Regions from separate parts of the Zea mays genome. Here region 1 is linked to region 2. A link is a contact called in public Hi-C data. All regions are on one chromosome and are shown on one strand. Each heading gives the region's core, a stretch centred on a gene start, on an enhancer-like site or on the middle of the called end of the contact. The rest is flanking DNA. Distances are from core to core; before and after follow the strand shown.

Region 1 (3,848 bases), core at 985-3,484, 840 kb after region 2:
AATCACACAAAAACTCCTCGAAAAACTAGCATGGTCCTTCAGAAACAGTATATATGCTGATAAGTGATGTTGCTAATTCAAATACTTGTGAAGGAAAAGATATTGCTATTTTTACAGAGAAAGGCACACAAAGGAGTTATTATTAGCATGGAGAAATATATTGAACCTACCACTACATGTAACTACGTACCTTGCAAAAAGGAAGAAAATAGAGCCAGAAAAGATAGTGAATAACTTATCAAGTGGCATGTTTCGACCAATATTTTATTAAACCCAATGAATAACGATTCGCTGTTTGCAAGTTCTTAAGCCACAATCCAGTCAAAGGTCAACATCGCAATAAGGAAAAGGACAGGCAAGAGGTGTTTGTATTATAAATGACCAATTCCACAAGATGGTGATATTCCAATTGCTTCTGACTCAGACAAGCATATCATAAAGCCACTAACAACTACAACTTGGTCGTACAGATAGACTAGCCAAATGCGCACATGGGTTGCCATCACATGCTACTTGAGTTTTCTCTATAATCTTTACCACCCCCCCCCCCCCCCCCCCAAAAAAAAAAAACTCTCCCCAAAAGCATCCTGCTATGGCATACTACACGCCAGTTGCATTGCACAACCCAAAAGTGAATTCCACATTGCCAGAACAATCTGCGCCTGACGTGATATTGCTAATTTAGGCAAGCCAGTGAATAAAGCAATTGAGACAAGCATAACACATAACCATCAAACACCTACAAATTTGGCTGTGCACATCACATAGGCTGCCAGGGCAAGTTCCCAGAAATTTCTGTGTAACCATGGCATGGCATTTTAAACTGATGCTGCCGATTTAGACAAGCAGGCACACAAAGCAGCCATGGGAGATGGTAGCCAAAACAACTGAACAATGAAGCCACAAAGACAAAGATGGTTACCACTGGTGAAGGCACATGTCATGCCCACAGCAAAGCTGATGGCAACGGTGAAGAGGCCGAGCAGGATCAGGTTGACTGGGTGCTTCTCGTGGTAGAAGTACAGCGGGCACAGCACTGCACACCGAAGAAAATTGAACGGCCATGTTCAGCCTTGAATCATCAATCCAAGTAATTAGACACCCAGTTCAATCCAAATAACACGCAATTAGGACAGGTGGGGGTGGGGGGAAGGGCCCTTCTGCTAAACACAAAAAAAAAACACGGTTGACAACCCACCCACCGAAAAACACTCTTGCCACAACGCCACGGTACCTAAACGTGCACGGATGAGATCACGCAAGGCTCCTCCAGTTTCACATTGACAGAGGCCCTCCAAACTTTACCTAATCGGCCAACAACACCTCGCAGAATTTCGCTGCCAGGACTAGCAGGCTTCGCAGTATTAGGACACGGGCATCAGAATCTGATTCTAACTGCAACCTTGAAGCAATGCACAGAATATATTCGACAGAATTACAGAAATACCGTCTCGATTCTCCAACCCCAACTGCCTCCCCGTGCACCCGATCGGAAAAAGAGAACCCCCAAAAAAATAATTCAGGAGTTACCAGTTGATCGAACTCTAACCACACCGAATGCTGCGATTCAAATATCGCAACCGCAATCCACATCCAAATTGTTAACAGCGATCGACAAGCACCCGGCAGTCGGCATTTTGCGGAAGAGAAGCGAAGTGTTCGCATGAACACCCTTCGTTCGAACCCCTACTCTAGTGCTTCCCCCCACCGATCCGAACGAGAGAGAGAGAATCCTCGGAGTAACAACTAAAGCCAGAGAGGGAGATGGATGGTTGAGGGCGGCTGCGGACTCACCGATAAAGGGGAGGATGATGAGGAAGATGTAGAGGCCGAGGCCGGCGCTGGTGGTGGTGAAGAAGTGCGGGATGGCGCGGACCTTGACGACGACTGCGGCGACGACGGCGGTGAGGAGCAGCTGGAGGGAGAGAATGACGTAGATCTTGCGGATGAGCGCCCAGCGCAGCTCGGGGCTCTCCTGCATCCCCGGGTAGAGCTGGCGCGCGCCGCCCGTGGCGGCGGCGCCCGATGTCCCCGCCTCGACGTCGAGGCCCTTCTGGTACCCGAACATTCTGGCGCCTCGGCCGACGGTAACGGCGGCGGCGAAGGCCTCCTCCTCTCTCTCTCCGGGAGGTTGGGCGGGTGGTGCTGGCGCTAGGGCTAGGTAGGGTCTCACGAGTGGGGGCGGAGGCGTGGAGAAGGGAAGGGAGAGACTAGAGAGAGTGAACGGCGTAGAAGAAGAGGAGCGCGGCGCCTCCTTTTTGGACAGAGGAGAGCAAGATGAATAGATATGATGCTGGGGCTGGGATGGAATTGGTGGCCTCTGCGGAGATGAAGACGTCGTGTTGTAGTTACTAAAGACGTTTGCACCACCGGACTGACTGATGGGTCCGGATCCGTGGTACCCACATGTTATTTGGAAGCGTTCAGGTCAATGCGCGTGAGAATGGTTGATGGTTCGAATGGACGCATGTGCAAGAGTCGCGGTCGCGTGGACTTGTAAGGCCGGGTCATCTGGCATGCGGGGCCTCCACTCAGGTTATCCTGGGCCTACGTCACCAGGCTGGAACCTTTGGGCTTGGCGTGTGCCCGCCTGCCCGGTCGACTGGTCCAGGTCAGGCACGGACGCCTATTCGCTTATTCCTACTCCATCCGTTCCATCTAACCAAGGTGCCGTTTGGTTCACATATTTGTAACGTAATGGATAACTGATAACGTTAAATCATGTTTGTTTTAGTCCAACCGTAATCAGATACCACACTAAAAATTGATACTAGCCTATTCAAACTTGTTACCACCTGTAATCGAGCGTAAACCATTATCATTACCATTTGCGTTACATTTTTTGAACCAAACAACACCTAACTCTGAGTTGGTTCAAATACCAATAAGGCAATATATATATATATATATATATATATATTTATTCTTCTATATACCACTAACCTATACGTATATATAGAGAGCGTATATATAGAGAGCACCTGACTTATATTGAGGGATTAGAATAAAAATTAGTTATACCTTATATTCTGGGACACCTTATATTCTAGGACGGATAGAGTACCAAGATAGCAAGCTGCGTGGGAGTAGAATTGGTTGAAGACTAGACACTGGATAGCGGGCTGCTAGACGTGTATTATATAATGCTTCCGTACGAATTTGTTACTCCCTCCATTGTTTTTTATTTGTCGTGTTTTAGTTCAAAACTAAACTAGCAGGTGACAAATAGTCTAGAATGAAGGCAGTGTATTGACTTTTTTATTACAAGTTTTGTTTATTATCAAAAATATTTTACATATGATTTAATTTTTTTATTTTTTATGATTTTTTTGAATAAGACGAATGGTCAAAATTAGGGTTCAAAAGGTCAAATAAATTATATTTTGAAACAGAGGGAGTATATGGTTGTTAGAAATATGTACAGCTCTGCTTAGTTGGGTCTGATGTCGTGGCTAAGGTAGAGTGATCAGTTCAATTGGTCGATATCGATCCCCTGTGTTAGAGAATGGATTGATATGGATTGTCTGTTATCACATTACAACTTGTAATTAGTTTATGATAGCAAAGTCTAGTAAATAAAAAAAATTGGTCAAACAATTCAATATTCTTCCTCGTGAAAAAAATGTGTGTATGCATGGGTACGACCATGGATACCTAGGGCAGGCCTCGACATGGCCCGGGCCAATGCCCCACCTAGACCGGGCATGGGTGCTATGGGTTAGGGGACGGAGAGTGAGACGAGATAGACGTGATACGGTAGTGTTTAGTTTAAAATAGGAGATAAAATAGAAAAGTTATTGGAGATAGCCTTATCCGGGTGCTCGAAAAAAAGCCCTTCGAAGTGAGGG
Region 2 (3,675 bases), core at 316-2,815:
GGCTGGAGATTTGTATCCCGATCCGATTTCTGATCTCAGATCCAGGCTTTCCGGCCATATCCCCTTCCTTTTTTTTCCTTGCAAGAGCATTTTTTTCTTGGCCGTCACCATTCACAAGCATCTTAGGACCTAATCATGAACAACTATGAACTGATTACAGATTGTAATTGTACAAATGGTACTTGTCTCATTATCTGTATGATAAGGCTGCCATGCAAGTCCTGACGGTGACAGGTGGCGAATTCTATTTTACTGTTACAAGCATTTTATTGTATTTATTAGAAAAGCTCAGGATATGGTTGCTATTGTTAAAAAAATTAGGTATTTTTATGCTTAATTTAATCTAGAAAAACAGTAGTGAAAGGATTAAGATGCACATTAGAGCGGTGAATTGGATTTTTCTAAAATTTTCTTGCATAAATTTCATCTAAAAAACAACGGTGAAAGGATTAAGATGCATAGGGGGTGGATTGGATTTATCTAATTTTTTTTGCACAAATTAAAGTCTATCATGAAAACCACCTAATAATATAAATACTTGAATGTAATATGCAAACTTGTGTACGTATGTGCATATATCATGTTATATTTTTATATTATTATAGTATTGATAAATTGCTCGGCTTTCCCATATATCGTAATTCTGGCTCTATGTTTGCAAGGTCCAAGTCACAGGTGCACACGATATGCTTCCATTCCACTAGTAGAGGTTAGACTCTCGTCAGTAGAGTGTGAAAATATGGGATGCGGAACGGTGGATACTGTTTATAGAGAAAAGTTTGAATTAGTGGATAAGATAGGGAATGAAATAGAGGATCTGATGGAAATAGATTAAAAATAACATTGTTATAAGCATCATCCTGATCCTAATCTCGTTTTATCAACTTCTAAAAGACCGTGTGGATCTAATCTTCAGATTGTTAATCCGTACTGACTTCTAATGCTTCTACAATATTTTTTACTATGAATTACAATTACAGCAATTCAAGCTTTCATCCGAAACGAACAACCTTCTTAGTTTATCACGAGTAGATACTAGAAGAACCGAATGAAAACTAATTTTAAAATCAATTGCATAAACAGTAACTAATTGACGAGACGAATCTATTAATTCCATTTAAGTCGCCATTGCGGTAAATATAAGGTAATAAGAAGCTGCTTGTGGTTAACAGATTTATCTCACTAATTAATCATTGTTTATATAATTATATGATACTCCCTTGCGTTCATAAATATGACACCGTTGTTTTTTTTAAAAAAAACTTTGACTTTTTGAAAAATTAATGAGTTAATAATTATTTTTTGTGATTTGTTTTGTCGTAGATTTGTGTTTAACTTAAAATTTTACATTTTTAAATAAATATTTTGAATAAGAGGAGTGATTAAAGTTTTTTTGATAAAAATAAACGGTGTCATATTTATGAACGGAGATGGTATGTTTTAAAATTAGTTCACATTTATTTTTCTGATTAATATCTAACAGTAATGCTATTTTATAGGAGACGGGTGAAAAACGCCCTGAATCCTAATCCCTATCTAGAGGCCCCACGGTTTCCCGCACAACAGAGCGCTTCCAATTCTTTTTCTTCCCTCCGGTCGTCTTCTCCCTCCCCTGCCCCAATTCCCCAACACAGCGCAAGGGCCAGACGCCCAGAACCAGACGAGCACGGACGGACCTCCGCAGGCCGCATCCCTCCACGTGCACGAGTTCCGAGGCGCCCCTTCGATCCGCCCGGCCCGGCCCTCTCCACCGCGCGCGCGCGTCCGTCGCTAGCGTTTGGCCGTCTCCCTCTTGAGCCCCGAGTACCCCCACGACGCGGCAAGGAACCTCGCCATGAGGGTCCACCCGGCTCCGCGGAAGCGCACCATCGCCGTGCAGCGCTGCGCCACGGCGGCGGCGGCGGCGGCGGCGGGCGCACTCGGCGGGAAGAAGCTGCGCCGCCTGCCGCACATCTTCGCCAAGGTGCTGGAGCTCCCCTTCGCGGCCGACGCGGACGTGTCCGTCGAGGAGGACGCGGCGGCGCTGCGGTTCGTCGCCGCGGCCGTCGACGGGGTCTCCCCCGATGGCGCCCGCGCTCACGCCGTCGAGATCCACCCGGGGGTCACCAAGGTCGTCGTCCGGGGCCTCTCCCCCGCCGACGGCGGCGGCGGGGTCGACGACGATGGGGCCGCCGCTTTCGAGCTCGACCGCTGGCGCTTCCGCCTCCCGCCCTGCACGCGCCCTGCCATGGCCACGGCCACCTACTCCCAGGGCGAGCTCGTCGTCACTGTCCCCAAGGGCGCCGGCCCCGACGACGCGGCCGCTGTCCTCGGTGGCACGGAGCGCGTCCTCGTGCTTGTATAGTATATCTACATGTCCCGTCCATGACTCATCTCCACTGCTTTGCTGATTCGCCTGTTTCTATTCCTACTACTATACTAATACCAAATATTTATTTATATGACGCGCGAGATGATGATAAACGATGCACTTAGAGTAGTAGTAATAATAATAATGCCTGTGGATCCGCCCTTGCTGCTAATTCTCTGAGCGTGTGCACTTGGTCAGGAGTTTCTTCCACCCAGCTTCAATACAACACCTTTGGCAAGCAGTTCATCTGTTTGTGAACCATGCATGTACATCATCACCTGCCGTGCTGAATGGATGGACATGATTGTGTTGTGATTTGGAGGTCAATCAAATTTTGTTTTTTGTTATCATCCCGTTGTCTGTGTCTCAAGCCTGGGCACTTAGGTCACAATCTTGATGTGTATTTATCTATATTCTCGTCAATTTCTCTTTTGTAATAATGCCTGTCAGTCAATCACCAATCCCACCCGAAGAACACATCTAGGAGTAGAGTTTGTTTTGCACGCACCATAACAGAAAAAACAAATATTCTTTTAGGCTCCATACAATAATTGCATCCTCAGGGGGGTGGGGGATGCCATGGAGAGCGCATCCAATCAAAATGTTTGAGCATCGTATATTGGTCTACATTTCCTTGTCAACTTTATTATCCTAGTTCATATCTACTTGCCTTTTTATCACATATCTTTTGCTTTCCAAAGATGCCCCCCAGCTTGCTTGCCAAACTAGCTAACTTCTCCTCCTCCTCCTGGTGAATCCCTTTCGTTTAGGTGATTGGAGGAGCCTTGGAGAAGGATTCCTGAACGAGAAGGTGATTGGAGGATTATTTTCTCTTTTTTCTGGGTAAAAAGTAGCTAGGCATTCTGGTGCTCCAAAATATTAGGTCTTTAAAAAAAACTGGTTAAAAGTAACCGCTAACTAGGCTGTGATGCTCCTACGTCGCTGGCACTTTGCAGCTGCTAAAGCATTTGCAAAGAAGATACACGCATCGCCCTTCTCCTTTTCTCTCTCCTATGTAGAAACATTTGGAGGTGGGGGGAGGACGAATTTTTTGCATTTTCTCGGAAAAAAATCACGTTTGGACACTAGAAAATTTTAATGTCATTTTTGGACCGTTTGCTCGGCGGCATAGACTATGACGCCGAGTTACGTGCTGCGCTGGCACAAACGGACGTCGTGACACCGAGCTCGGCGCCATAGATCTTGATGCCGAGCTCAATTGTGTACACAAAGCCCGTCTAGCTCAGTCGGTAGAGCGCAAGGCTCTTAACCTTGTGGTCGTGGGTTCGAGCCCCACGGTGGGCGTTTTAATACTTTTTGTTTTT

What was found. A called contact is a pair of places that touch in the nucleus more often than the background predicts.
Region 1: a contact with region 2 is called in a Hi-C map of ear, with 2.2 times the contacts expected there. The contact joins the promoter of LOC100191683 here to the promoter of LOC100275864 in region 2. A contact is called at or near these places in 2 of 25 Hi-C or Micro-C datasets (bundle sheath and ear).

The regions. Positions count from the first base shown.
Region 1 is chr7:9,702,095-9,705,942 of Zm-B73-REFERENCE-NAM-5.0, forward strand. LOC100191683 reads right to left here and starts at 2,235. Exons shown (of 4, transcript NM_001137112.1): 1 at 1,795-2,235; 2 at 923-1,036. The coding sequence starts at 2,068.
Region 2 is chr7:8,858,858-8,862,532 of Zm-B73-REFERENCE-NAM-5.0, forward strand. LOC100275864 reads left to right here and starts at 1,566. Exons shown (of 1, transcript NM_001149833.1): 1 at 1,566-2,441. The coding sequence starts at 1,835. The coding sequence ends at 2,344. TRNAK-CUU (transfer RNA lysine (anticodon CUU)) reads left to right here and starts at 3,583; the gene lies at 3,583-3,655.